2 separate regions of the Gasterosteus aculeatus genome follow, and region 1 is linked to region 2. A link is a contact called in public Hi-C data. All regions are on one chromosome and are shown on one strand. The core of a region is the stretch at or near the end of the contact, and the rest is flanking DNA. Distances in the headings are between cores, read along the strand shown.

Region 1 (6,549 bases), core at 724-3,223, 130 kb after region 2:
AACCGATATTTATGGTTTATTTATGTATTTACCAATTCCCTGTATTTAGACATCCTCAATTGTTTTTCAGTCCTTATTTTACCATAATTGTGTTTATTTTGGCATTATGGGACAGCAATTAGGGAGGGGCATTTCCCAACGGTGCCATTACATCAGCGTTTAAGCATCATTGAAATGCATTAGAGCTTTTTTCCTACTATACTACAATGCTCATTGCCTAGCTCGCTCACTTAGCTTCATTCACTAATGGAAATCCGTCTGCGTCCCCCCCCTCCTCCCCCCCCTCTGTTCTCTCTCTGTTGTCCACGTCATCGTTTTATTCAGGAGAGAAACCCTACGAGTGCTCCAACTGCAAGAAGCGCTTCTCCCACTCAGGCTCATACAGCTCCCACATCAGCAGTAAGAAGTGCATCAGCGTCATCTCAGTCAACGGCAGGCCGCGCTCGGGGAACGCCAAAACCCAGAGCCAGGGTCTATCGCCGGTTCTGCCCACGTCACCCTCGGCCCTCCACACCCAGATCAGGGAGAAGCTGGAGCACAGCAAGCCCCTACAGGAGCAGCTGCCACTCAATCAGATCAAGACCGAGCCTGTGGACTACGAGTACAAGCCGACCTTGATAACATCCCAAGCCATGGCCGCCATGAACGGCGGGGTTTTCAATGGAGGTGGCTCCACTCCTCTGCAGGGCACAGTGCAAGCCGTGGTCCTGCCCACGGTGGGGCTGATGTCCCCCATCAGCATCAACCTGGCAGACCTGCAGAATGCTCTCAAAGTGGCGGTAGACGGTAACGTCATTCGTCAGGTCCTAGAAAGCAATGCCAAAGGCCAAGGGCAGGTGAACTCGGGGTTAACCACTGGAATGCTCCATCCTGCACAGCAGCAACTCATCTCAGCCATCAGCCTGCCCATTGTGGGTCAAGATGGAAATGCAAAAATCATTATAAACTACAGTTTGGACCCCAACCAGGGGCAGCTCATGGCCCACAACCTGAAGAAAGAGTCTGAACCCACCTCTCCAGACCAGACCACCACTGACACCTTCAAGTCCCAGAAACTCCCTGAGGATCTGACCATCAGGAGAACCGGGCCAAATGAAACGAAAGAAAAAGAGGAAAACACCACTAAGACTTGTCTCCTGTGTGATAACTGTCCCGGTGGGCTGGAAGCACTCCATGCCCTCACGCACTGCAAGAAGGACGGCGTGAGGCTGAACGGAGTGGGCCTGGATAAGTCGGACTCTGCTGTTGCTGCCTTGCTTTCAGAGGGAGGTCTCTGTAATCAACCCAAGAACCTGTTGTCCCTGCTCAAGGCTTACTTTGCCTTAAACGCAGAGCCCACCAAGGACGAGCTGGCAAAGATCTCCGACTCAGTCAGCCTGCCAATCCATGTGGTTAAGAAGTGGTTTGACAAAATGCAGGAGGGTCAGATATCGCTGGGTGCCCCGACACCTCCCTCGGAGGAGGAGGAGGACACCTGTGAAGCCAGCAGAGTGGTGTCTCTTGTCCCGGGGAAGGACACGGCCAATATGAGCCCCTCCGGGACCCGGGGCAGCCCGACCGAAGCCACCCCAGCGGAAGTCAACGGCAGTCACAGCACCCCAGCCTCTCCCTCACCTCTAAACCTGACAGCTGGGGGTCCCGTCCCAGCCCCGCCTCCCCAGAGCACTGAGGGACCCCTAGACCTGTCGCTGCCAAGGCCCACCAGAGAGGAAGGGGAGAGAGTGGTGGCTGTAGCCCGTGTTTACCCCTCCCCTTCCTCTGGCTCTACCAATGTGGATGAACCCCTAAACTTAACTTGCACAAAGAAAGAGGCATCGCCACTCTCAGCCATGGGCGCCAGCCCCATCGCACTGTACGCCAGCCAGCCAGGTGCCAAAGCCCTTGACATTGTGACCACAATGCAATGCCTACGAGCACTCGCCACTAACAACAAACAGACTATCCTGATCCCCCAGCTGGCTTACACTTATACCACTACAGCCAGTAGCCCTGCTGGGACCCAGACGCAGGAAACCATCCACCTCAACGGAGTTAAGGTGTGTAATCATTTACTCCCCCAATGTGGCAGCTGAGTGTCCCAGTTTTCAAATGCAGAGTTTGACATTTGGGAAAACGTGCTCATTTGCTTTTTTTCCCCTGCGATTACACAATACTGCTCTCTGTAGGCGAAATATCAAGATAAGGAATAGCCTACATGTAGCTTAGCACAGACTGAAAATAGGGGGGAACAGCAAGCGCGAGAGCCCAGTAACAAGCACCTTTAAAGCACGCTAATGTAATGGACAAGGGAGGATGTTAATTTTAAGTGCTCAGAGCTGTATTTGCCTCATCAGCATTTCAGAGCTTTTGTTACTCTAGTTTCATTAGCGCAAGTCTGACAGCACAGTTGCTCTTTACACTACGATGCTGCTGGAGTTTGGTCAGCTACAGCAAACAGGTTTGACTTAGAAAACAGCTGAAAGCAGATTATGCAGGAGCGAATTTTCACAAGCAAGTGGTTCTGTCTTTTCTCTCTCTAGGAGCGATCAGTCAAACCCCTCCGTCCAGATCATTACTTCTCATTGTTCAAAATCCACCAGGACATGATAGATAGTGTGAAACCATCCCAAACGTAATCAATAAGTCATATATAGAAACGTCTGAATTCAGCCCTTAATAGTTCTTCATTGTGCCGACGCCTAATGATGGATGTAGATGGCTGCGGGTGTGTGAGTGATCTTCCCAGGCTGTCGCCTGGAGGACATGAGGCTGCACTTTACTGCAGAGCTCCTATTGATCTGATGGAATCTGTTTAAACGGCACACCTCTGCCTGCCTCATTGATTTATTGTTGTTGTATTATACTTTTGTGTTAAGTGGATTGGCATAGACCTGCCTTGTAAAATGGACGAGCTCCGTGTATATATCATCCCCTTAATACTGCCCCACATCCTGTTGCGCTGCATCAGTAGATGAGTTTTACCAGCCCAGGGATGGCAGAGAACCCGGAAGTGTGATGGTAAGTGAACAGGATGTGTATTAGTTCGGGCCAAGGAAACACTTGCTCATCCATAACCTGGAAATCCGGAGAGATTTTACTTTTTAAAAAGAGCATCCAAGAGAGATTTAAGTAGGCTGTGACACAGGCTAGTTTCCCGTGCTGCAGCGTGAGTCATTGGTCTTGAAAACCCTTTGAATACATCTGTGATTTGTCACATTCCTCAGGAGGAGAAGCACGACACGGGCTCAGAAGGCGTGTCCACCATGGAGGAGCAGAACGACTCGGACTCGGGCCCTGCGCGGAAGAAGATGAAGAAGACGGACGGCAGCATGTACGCCTGTGACCTGTGCGACAAGATCTTCCAGAAGAGCAGCTCGCTGCTGAGACACAAATACGAACACACGGGTAAATACCACCTCTCGTGTGTCATAAGACATAAAACAGCACAACCGGAACTGGTCTCACCAGCACTGTTAGTTCTTGGTAAAGATGAGTCAGAGTGCGAGAGAAAGGGGGATTTTGAGCTGCAGCCCAGAGAGGGGTGGACACCTCCATTCCAGCAGGTATTACTCAACACGCGCAGAAGAGGTCTGAGAACTTCTTTCCGCCAACTCCCCACCTCTGCACTGCCAGCTTCTCATGTGAAGCCCCTGAATGTTTCGCAAGAAGCGAGCTCTGGTAGTAATTTGGATTGCTCTGAGATGATGGTTCCGTGGCCAAGTGTGGGTCAACACTCTCAGAGGCGTTGGTTTGTTTTTTTCTTACTCTGATACCTGGCTTGCAACAGTGGTTTTCAGCTTCAAATGACCTCATCGCGAGGTGAAAAGCAGCTCACTGCCTGGATAAAGTTTCCTTGAAGGTTTTGCGAGCCCATTTGTGATTGTGTTGTATTGTTTTGAAACGTCTTGCTTGGATACACCGATGATAGATCTCAGCCTCTTAAAGGGGGGGGGGGTGATTATTACTCCCATGTCTGCACCTTATTAAACCCAACAGCGCCTTCACTCCTCCTAAATGTTGACGCACATCTTACTGTCTCTTTCCTCTGCAGGGAAGCGGCCTCACGAGTGCGGCATCTGCAGCAAGGCCTTCAAACACAAGCACCACTTGATCGAACACATGCGCCTCCACTCGGGGGAGAAGCCGTACCAGTGCGACAAGTGCGGCAAGCGCTTCTCGCACTCGGGCTCCTACTCCCAGCACATGAACCACCGCTACTCCTACTGCAAGAAGGAGACGCAGGGCGAAGGCCGCGAGAGCCCCGAGGAGGACGGCGAGGCCCGGGCCGAGATGGAGGCGCTGGCTCGACTGGAGCGGCTCCTGGCGCCCTCCCAGCTGGACCTGGACGAGCGGGGGAGCAGCACGAGGGAGGACGAGGAGAGTGAAGACGAGGAGGAGGACGGCGCTGTGGACATGGATGACATCCAAGTGGTGCAGATAGGGGACGAAGGAGGGGATGAGGAGGAGGAAGAAGAGAGAATTGAGGAGGAGACAGAAATAGTATTAAAGGAGAGAGAAGGAGGGGAGGAAAGGAATGAAATGGAGATGGAGAAAGAAATGGTGGAGGTGGAAGGAAAAGAGCAGAGGAATGAGGAGGAGATGGAGAGAGTGTTGGTGCAGGGAGGAGGGCAGAAGAAGAAGACAGCAATAGAGGCGGAAGAGGAAGACAAGGAGGAAGACCAGGAGGCTGACTCAAGGCGGGATGAGTTGCTCGGAAGCAGTCAGGAAGAGAAAGGGGAGGAGGATGAGGAGGCGATGGATGCAGAGGAAGGGCTGACGGAAGAGGGGAAAGCAGAGGTGGAGGTCACAGAGGGGAGTGGAGGCGAAACAGACACGGCTTGTGGAGAGCAGAACCAGACGCTGCAGGAGAAAGGCGATACGGACTGAAAGAGGCACCCCGACTCCTCCCCGAGACACAATCACATCTCTCCTCCTCTCCCCGTGCGCAGGAAGAATGCAGGAGGTGATGTCCGGTCACTCTGACAGTTCCTTTCAGTTCACTACTGTGTAGAAAATCCAGGTGTGCCTGAATTTAAAAAAATACTAGTGACTTTTCCGGTGGAGAGCGATTTCTCGCTGTCCAAAAAAAATCAATTTGTAAAGAAAAAGATGAAGACAAATACAAATTTTAACTAACGAAGGAAATGCATTATACAGACTTTGGAAGCTAGAGCCGACACGTTTTAGATAATGTTTTATTACTAAAACACCGTGGGTCATTTCTTTTTATCAGTGTTACTAATTTTCTCACTCATATTTTAACCTTTGAAAGCTGTACAGTCGGGAGATATTTCTATACCTTTTTATTGCCAATGAACAAAAAAATAACTCAGTATTTTATTAAGTTGGAAGGAAAAAAAAGACAAATACTGTGCACTACAAGTGGCTTGGTTTACCGATGTATCGAGCAGTGGAGTTGTGTTGTCCACCCTTCAGTATTACCGCACTAGATATACCACGCCACCTCGCTAGCAGATGTTAGCATTAGGTCTCTTTTTTGCTATTCTTTCATTTGGATTGTGAGCCTTAAGAAAAATGACAACGGAGAGCGGACATTTACTTCCTTTCAGAATTGTAGATTCCTCTTTGTCAACGTTTCCTTTACAAATCAGTGTTTTATAGTTAATAGTTTGACATTTTGGGAAATAAACCTAGATATTTTCTTTATGAGAATCCAAATATATGTGTCCGATAAATATACCGCTGCAGCCGGCAGCTGCTAAGCTTGGCTTTGCTTACTTTAGCTTAGCTTAACTTGGTTTAGTTTTTCCTAGCTGCATTAGGCTTTTTATGAGGAAAAGAAAGAGGGAGAAAAACTAGCTGAAGCTAAACGTAACGCTGCTTAAGCTAGAGGTTGTATGTCCTGCTTATCTACTGTCTCACACTCCAGTCCAGTAGGTGGCTAAATGCAGGACTATTTGTTCCCATCAGAGCAACCGCCCCCCCCCCAGATGTGTAGTATTTATGCTAAACGAGGCTAATCATTCCTGTTGCTTCTGCTGCACATTTAAAGTATGCCGTATCAATATTCTCATCTGATCTCATCCAGAAAGTTAATAAGGGCATTTTCCTAAAAAGTGTTCAGAGCAAGCAGAGAGGTGATCAAGAAAACAGTCTTCCCCCCCCCCAAATCACGCCCATGCCTTCCCCCCTATTCCGAGCCATATGCAAAAAAAAGAATCAAACTAAACAAGACAAGCATGCATATCAAAAGTGCCATTGAATATTGCTGTGGAAGGCTAGCAGCTACGATCAGGTATTGCCAGTCCCAGATCAACCCATGAGGCGGAATACACAGCTGAGAGAGTTTGGTCCATCGCGTATTCACCCATTCTAGATTTTAGAGAAAATGCTTTTTGTTTCTAATCCGAGCAGCTAAAAGAGTTCCAATGCACATGGATAATGAAGTATGAGTTCTAACTAACTGTGTCCTGCCTTTGTCAAAGCTCATTCGGTGCACTTGTTTATTAACACACCATGAAACGCTCAGATGTCTCTTCAGGTAACAAAATGTAGGCGAATATGAATTTGAGGAGTCAGCAATGTTTTTACCTGTCAGTATTATTTTTT
Region 2 (6,156 bases), core at 3,417-5,916:
TCGGCTCTCGACGACATTGTCCTCACCCTAAAGGTCCTCCCCTTGTTTTCTTTCTCTGACGCTCAGCCCTGTTCCTGGTGGACAACCATCACGAGGTGTATCTGTGGCAGGGCTGGTGGCCTCAGGACAGCGAAAGCACCGGCTCAGCCCAAATCCGCTGGGACTCGGACAGGAAGTGTGCCATGGAGACTGTGCTGCAGTACTGCAGAGGTACTCCCGTTCTCTTATCAGACAGAGAAAAGGCTTTCACCTATGATGCCATGGTACATGCATAAATACTGAGCCGGGAGAGGTCGGTAATATGTGAGAAAGACATGGATTTTACGACAATGAAAGTTGAATATTCTCTTCATCTTGAAGACACAATTTAAAAAGAAGAATTGTGTTTTTGTCAAAGAACCACATGGCCTGATTACGACACGGTTACTGCGGTAGCGTGAGCAATCATCGAAATTTGGTTACAGTAGTGATCTTATGGTAACGACCTCATAGGGAGGGTTAGGTTCTGAAACATACATGCATACACGTTCATGTCTCACTGTTATCTTACAAATATATTTCCAACATCAATATATATCGTTCCCTGTCCCTTATCTGAGACATGTTTTATTTCCACATGTTCTCTGGTTGACATGATCCTGAAAAATGAGCGATTTACATTTCATGCCATCATCTCTGTATTATTCTATGAATGTCATGATAAATAATATGAGAATACTAATATCACAATGTAATAAAACACAAATATTGTAATTTTATTTTCCACAGAAAAGAATGAGAAGAAGCCTCCCAAAGCGTACCTGATCCACGCCGGTCTGGAGCCTCTCACCTTCACCAACATGTTCCCCAGCTGGGAGCACAGAGAGGACATCGCTGAGATCACTGAGAGGGTGTGGATCAAATCCACTTATCTGATGACTCATTATGTAATAAGGACCAGTGCTGCTCTGACTGTCTGCCTGTGTCCATTAGTATGAACACACCGACTGAGACTAGTTTACAGACTTGATCATCATTTGAAAGCTAATATACGTTAGTGCTGGTGTGTTTGTTATCAGGAGGCTGAGGTGTGTAACCAGATCATCCTAGTGGAGGATGTGTTGGCCCGGCTGTGTAAGACCACGTACCCACTGGCAGATGTTCTGATCCGGCCGCTGCCCGAGGGCGTTGACCCTCTTCGCCTGGAGGTCTACCTGTCCGACGAGGACTTTGAGGTGAGAGCCTACAGACTGTCTCCCGTGTTACTTTAGAGGTGCCACGTGTTTCTTATAGATATTAATATCTGGGCCTGCCAATAAGTGAGTGAACGAGAGAGGGTTTAGCTGGGGAGTTGAAACGTATAGTTGAATTGGGCAAAACAAAGTCCAACAAATGTGAGAGCGTTACGTAGAATGAATTATTGGCCGGTGTGGTTAAAAGAAAAAATATGAATACACGTATATTATCCCTCAGAATTCTGAGGGAATCCCTTTAAATAATAGGACTGGTCCTCATGGGAATGCAATAAGACAAACCAAGCAACACATTCATCGTTGGGTCTTTTCATTCGATTTATTCATATTCATAAGCGGTACGTGTACGAAGACCGGCAAATGTGTTTACTCAAATATGGCTTTCTGGAAGATTGCTCTTCATAAATACTTGAGGTTGTAGAAATACTTTCTGGAAATGTGTAATATGCATCATTGAGCTTTTTCAGATTTCATCTTCTGTTCATGGCGCTCTTCCTCTTTTCCCACTCTTGTCTTCATTTTCATCTTGTTGGCTTTATGTAAACTTATCATTTCATTCACTCTACCCTCCAGGGTGTAGGGGCTTATGGGAAGGTGAGTCGTGCTTGGGCATGGATGACCTGGACTAATGCTTCTGCTGCACAGCATCCTCACTCAACTCAACAATGGCCCATTTTCTATCCAAGTCTTCCTCATTGGTGTTTTTTTTCTCCATTTCCTCTCTGATAAAACGTCTAACTCGTTTATTTATCGGCATGTTCTGACCTACGTATTGAACGTATGAGCTCTGCCACTGTGTGAGCTGAGGAATGACAGCTGTGTTCTCCATCTCACTGACGCGTGGGTGATGTCACTCATTCCTCACCATGCAAGCCGAAGGATGTGTCAGTTCTTAGAGATGTCTCGTAGTTAGCTGGTCTGACATGACGTGTGACTGGCCATCAGTCTCTTATATCCAAGATATGACATTTTTATAACAAACTTTCCCTCATGTGCCACGTGAATGTTTCATGTAGTGCAGACGGTCTGTAACGTCTCTCCCTCTCTCTCTCACACACACACACACACGCACACACACACGTTCCAAGTTCTTCCGAGTGAGTAAAGAAGACCTATAGCATGTCATTTTTTTAAATCATTTAAATCAAATCCTCTGGTTTTTATTGGATTGCTGAAAAGTGGGCGGGCTTAAAAGCTTGTCCTCCAGCACGCTGGCTTGTCACCAGATTTATTGACTGAGGATATTATTGGTTGAAATTGGTCTGGATTCATTTACGTTACCACACATCATATTCAGTTTTACAGGAAGAGATGATGATGGGTTGTCATACAAATAAGGAAGAAATAGACTTTCTATTTCATGTGTTACACGGTTCCCACTTTGAATGGGTTTGTGAACTGGGTTGGAAAGGCATTTTTCATTTAATCCAGACTTTAAAAAGATTGGAGTTGGCCAAACAAGGGTTGCATCTCTTGAATAATCGGTGCTGTGCTCCCGCAGAAAGCCCTGCAGACCACCAGAGAGGAGTACAGCGCTTTGCCTGGCTGGAAGCAGGTGAAGCTGAAGAAAGCCAAAGGACTTTTTTAAGGGGGGTTGAGACAGCGAGCTGATCTGAAGACACCGGGATGCCTGGGACATAGCGGAGGTTGGGAGCCTCACCTGAGGTAACCACGACGGAGGAAGGGAGCAGCGAAGCTACGGAGAAGGTGTTCCTCCACCATCTTTGAGTCTGTGTTTTCCGGTCGTAAAGTTAGGAGACAAATGCACCTTTTGTTAAGTTTATTGAATTTAATGTTAATGTACATATGTACCATATGCAGAAAACAGCCCGGTCACCTTACATTGTCGGTCATGCGGCCTTCTGTGGAGAGTGGGAGCAGACCTGTCAGCCTGTTCAACACACTCCACTTCACGTGCTCTGCTTTTGCTTTATGTATTTGTCCATTACAAATCATTTATATTTATCTTTGAATATATATTTTGAAGCTCCATGAATATTCACTGAGCTATGAATGCTGAATGATATTGAGTCAGTCTGTGTCATATGATGATAAATACTGGAAATCACAGAACTCTCTGTACAGTTCGCCATTTTACAAATCCAACAAAGCAGCTTTATTTTTGCGTCTACTGTCGTTATTGTGTCAGAAGAAAAAGATGTAGGCCGGGGTGATGATGTAATGTGTGTAATTCTTTTTTTTTAATCTCTCAGTGTATAGTGCCTTGCTTTGTGTACAGTTTCTATACAGATCCTAGTCAGCACTTTGGAGACTTTTTGTGATATAAAGAAATATTAGAAAAATAAACTCTGAAAATGTATTAATTCTGAGCTTTTTTTTCTTTATTGACTCCATAGTGAAGTCGCATCTTAAGCAGCGTATATTGTAGTAAACACATTTTCTTTGATTCATAACATCAACCAACAGTATTTCTGATATCCTGTAGAGGGCAGTATAATACTAACTGTGTTCTAGGACATGACTGGTGCAGACCAGTTGTAGTCATGTATGTTAATTACTTTAAGTAACTCTGAACACACTGTTGTTCTACCAGTGTTATCCAGTAAAACGTTCTTACTGGACATCAGCTTCTTGTCATGTTGCCAGCTTGGAAATGATAGAACCCAGAAAGACTACAGCAAGAGATGGAATATGAAAAAGGAAAAGTACCAATAGTAGTAAGTAACCAAGTAGTAAGTAACAATATTCGTTCTTTGTTATGATGTACTGTGGGGATTTCACCTCCGTAATGACCTCATTCTATAATGTATTCATGTCTACGCTATTAAGACCGCAAATAGAGGTCACTAGTGACCACGTGACGTCAACGTGGCTCATCCTTGACCGTCTACACCGGTAACATGAATAACGTCAGACAATGTAAAATGGGTAATGGAGAGCTGGTGCGTGCTTGTTATTAATCCTCTTTCAAAGTGTCATAAGACTAATTTCAACCAAGAATATGTCATCAGTCAATAAATCTGCAACGTGTGACAAGGCAATAAAACGTTGTAGAATCCGTAACTTGAGTTTGTTTACTTCATGTTCTGACGTCACTGGGAATGTATTCTAAAATTAAATAGTATTATTAATGTTAGTTATACTGAGTAGGTCACGTATGGCAGCTTTCGGACTCGCAGGTAAAAGCAACAATCGGCCCTCCAACCTGTCGCACATCGCGGCCTCGTTTTCCAGCCTCGCGTCGGACTCTACATGCACGCGCACTCGCGCTAAAAAGTTTTCAGATGTTTTCAACATCAGCCTTTGGCCCGTGTTGATGAACGAGAGCAATTAGAGGGGAGTTCCACGCGATCCCACAGAACAATAAACACTTGCTCAATAGTTCCACGGACAGCCCGCCGCGGCTACCGGAGACCGAGAAGCAGCCTCTTCCGCGCGGACCGACTGACTGCTGCCCGCGTGCCTCACGCGCTTCCTCGTGCGCTCGCCTCCCGTGCTCAAGTTGTCAGACGGCAAGCCCGCGTGCCCTTGAACTCCTCAGGCCCGCGGGGGGGTCGATGGTCCCACCATGCCGACCCGGTGCAACATACTCCAGCCCCCCTCCCTGTCTCCAGGGAGAAAGTATGAACACTGTGGAGCCTCTCGGAGCCCCTCTTCACGTCTAACCATCTTTTTCCTTTCATGCAATCCCTCTTACAGGATGCATAAACATGAACTGACACACACACGCACACACTCGTACAGTACTGTGCGTGGACACACATGCCCACACACAAAATTTAGTAAGAAAAACACTGCAAGGAAAATAAAGTTAAAGGATTGATAAGTACATGAAACAAAACTGTCTTCCTGGATAATCTGTAGATCAATAGTTTGCAGAGGGACTATTTTCTAGGGGTGGGGAATATTTCCATTCTGCCATCCCCTCCTGTGAATTATGACGTTTTATTACTTGATCAAACAATGTTCAAAATCTCCCTTATAAACGTTTAATGTGTCGCCTATAGAGCACAGTTAACATGCGCCCTTAACTTCAGCGCTTCCTGTAACCTTTTGTGATAAATCCACGATTCCCTCAACATCTCCGTTAATCTGACATCTATTGCCATGGAGAATGGGACATTGGCATTAGCATTACAGGTAAACTCTGTATGCTTGGCCTGCCAACGCATGCTACATTTTTGAAACAACATCCATCTCCAACACGCAGGCTCCCATATCCTAAGAAACAAACCTGTGGAAGTGGGAATAGGGGATGAAGTGAAAACAACAAAGACTTATGACATTATGTATCAGTAACATATAACCAAGCCATATTTAGCTTGATGTTTAGAAGTGATTTATGCTTGCGGGACATGTAATCGGATTAAGGACCCCCCCCCCCCCCCCCAGTAAACACAATGTAGATGATACTATAAACTGTAACAGATGAGCAATTGTATCTTATCCTATATAACTTGAAGGTGTCCAGTCAAAAGACACCGAAGCAAAGGCTCACAAGGAGTCGCCCGCAGGAATGTGGAGACGAGCTCCAAGGTCAGATAGCTCTGTTGTTGTAGCTGGTTTCGGTGCAGATGACGTCAACGTGTCGTGGCGTGGAACATTAAACCAACCCAGAGCCAACTCCATATCTTTTAAACTTAAATAATAAAATAGACACCAGCACGTTACCCAATAAGAGGCGACTATGCCCGAAATGTTCCAATGAATTCAACCCAATGTTCTTTGTGGCTTGCGGACTTTGAATGCTCAGGAAACCTCTGCATCACAACTTCTTTTTTTTATTAAAACCACTTTATTAGGACTCCAAGAGTCCTGAAGTTCTTTGTCCTAGCCTAAAGGTTTTTGCACACAACATCCTCCAGAGCCATAAAAAGCCCAACCTTTATAGAACTGTTTTCCCAGGCTGAGTTGTACTCCTCACGAGGAGTGAATTAAACTAAAATGTTCTTGGACCTTACAG

The links. A called contact is a pair of places that touch in the nucleus more often than the background predicts.
Region 1: a Hi-C map of blood and trunk muscle shows a contact between it and region 2, with 2.4 times the contacts expected there. The contact joins two enhancer-like sites. A contact is called at or near these places in 5 of 6 Hi-C or Micro-C datasets (blood and trunk muscle, skeletal muscle, tail fin and 1 more).

The regions. Positions count from the first base shown.
Region 1 is chr21:7,424,093-7,430,641 of fGasAcu3.hap1.1, forward strand. It overlaps zeb1b (zinc finger E-box binding homeobox 1b), which reads left to right. Exons shown (of 8, transcript XM_040167031.2): 6 at 325-2,036; 7 at 3,204-3,384; 8 at 4,031-6,549. The coding sequence ends at 4,866. Among protein-coding and RNA genes, the nearest start is that of zeb1b, 40 kb to the left of the region's middle. Within about 2 kb of position 1,974, at least 2 of the 9 cell types and tissues checked have open chromatin away from gene starts, as enhancers often do.
Region 2 is chr21:7,289,670-7,295,825 of fGasAcu3.hap1.1, forward strand. It overlaps svila (supervillin a), which reads left to right. Exons shown (of 37, transcript XM_078097022.1): 33 at 67-210; 34 at 769-890; 35 at 1,059-1,214; 36 at 1,806-1,826; 37 at 2,734-3,552. The coding sequence ends at 2,820. Among protein-coding and RNA genes, the nearest start is that of svila, 64 kb to the left of the region's middle. Within about 2 kb of position 4,667, at least 2 of the 9 cell types and tissues checked have open chromatin away from gene starts, as enhancers often do.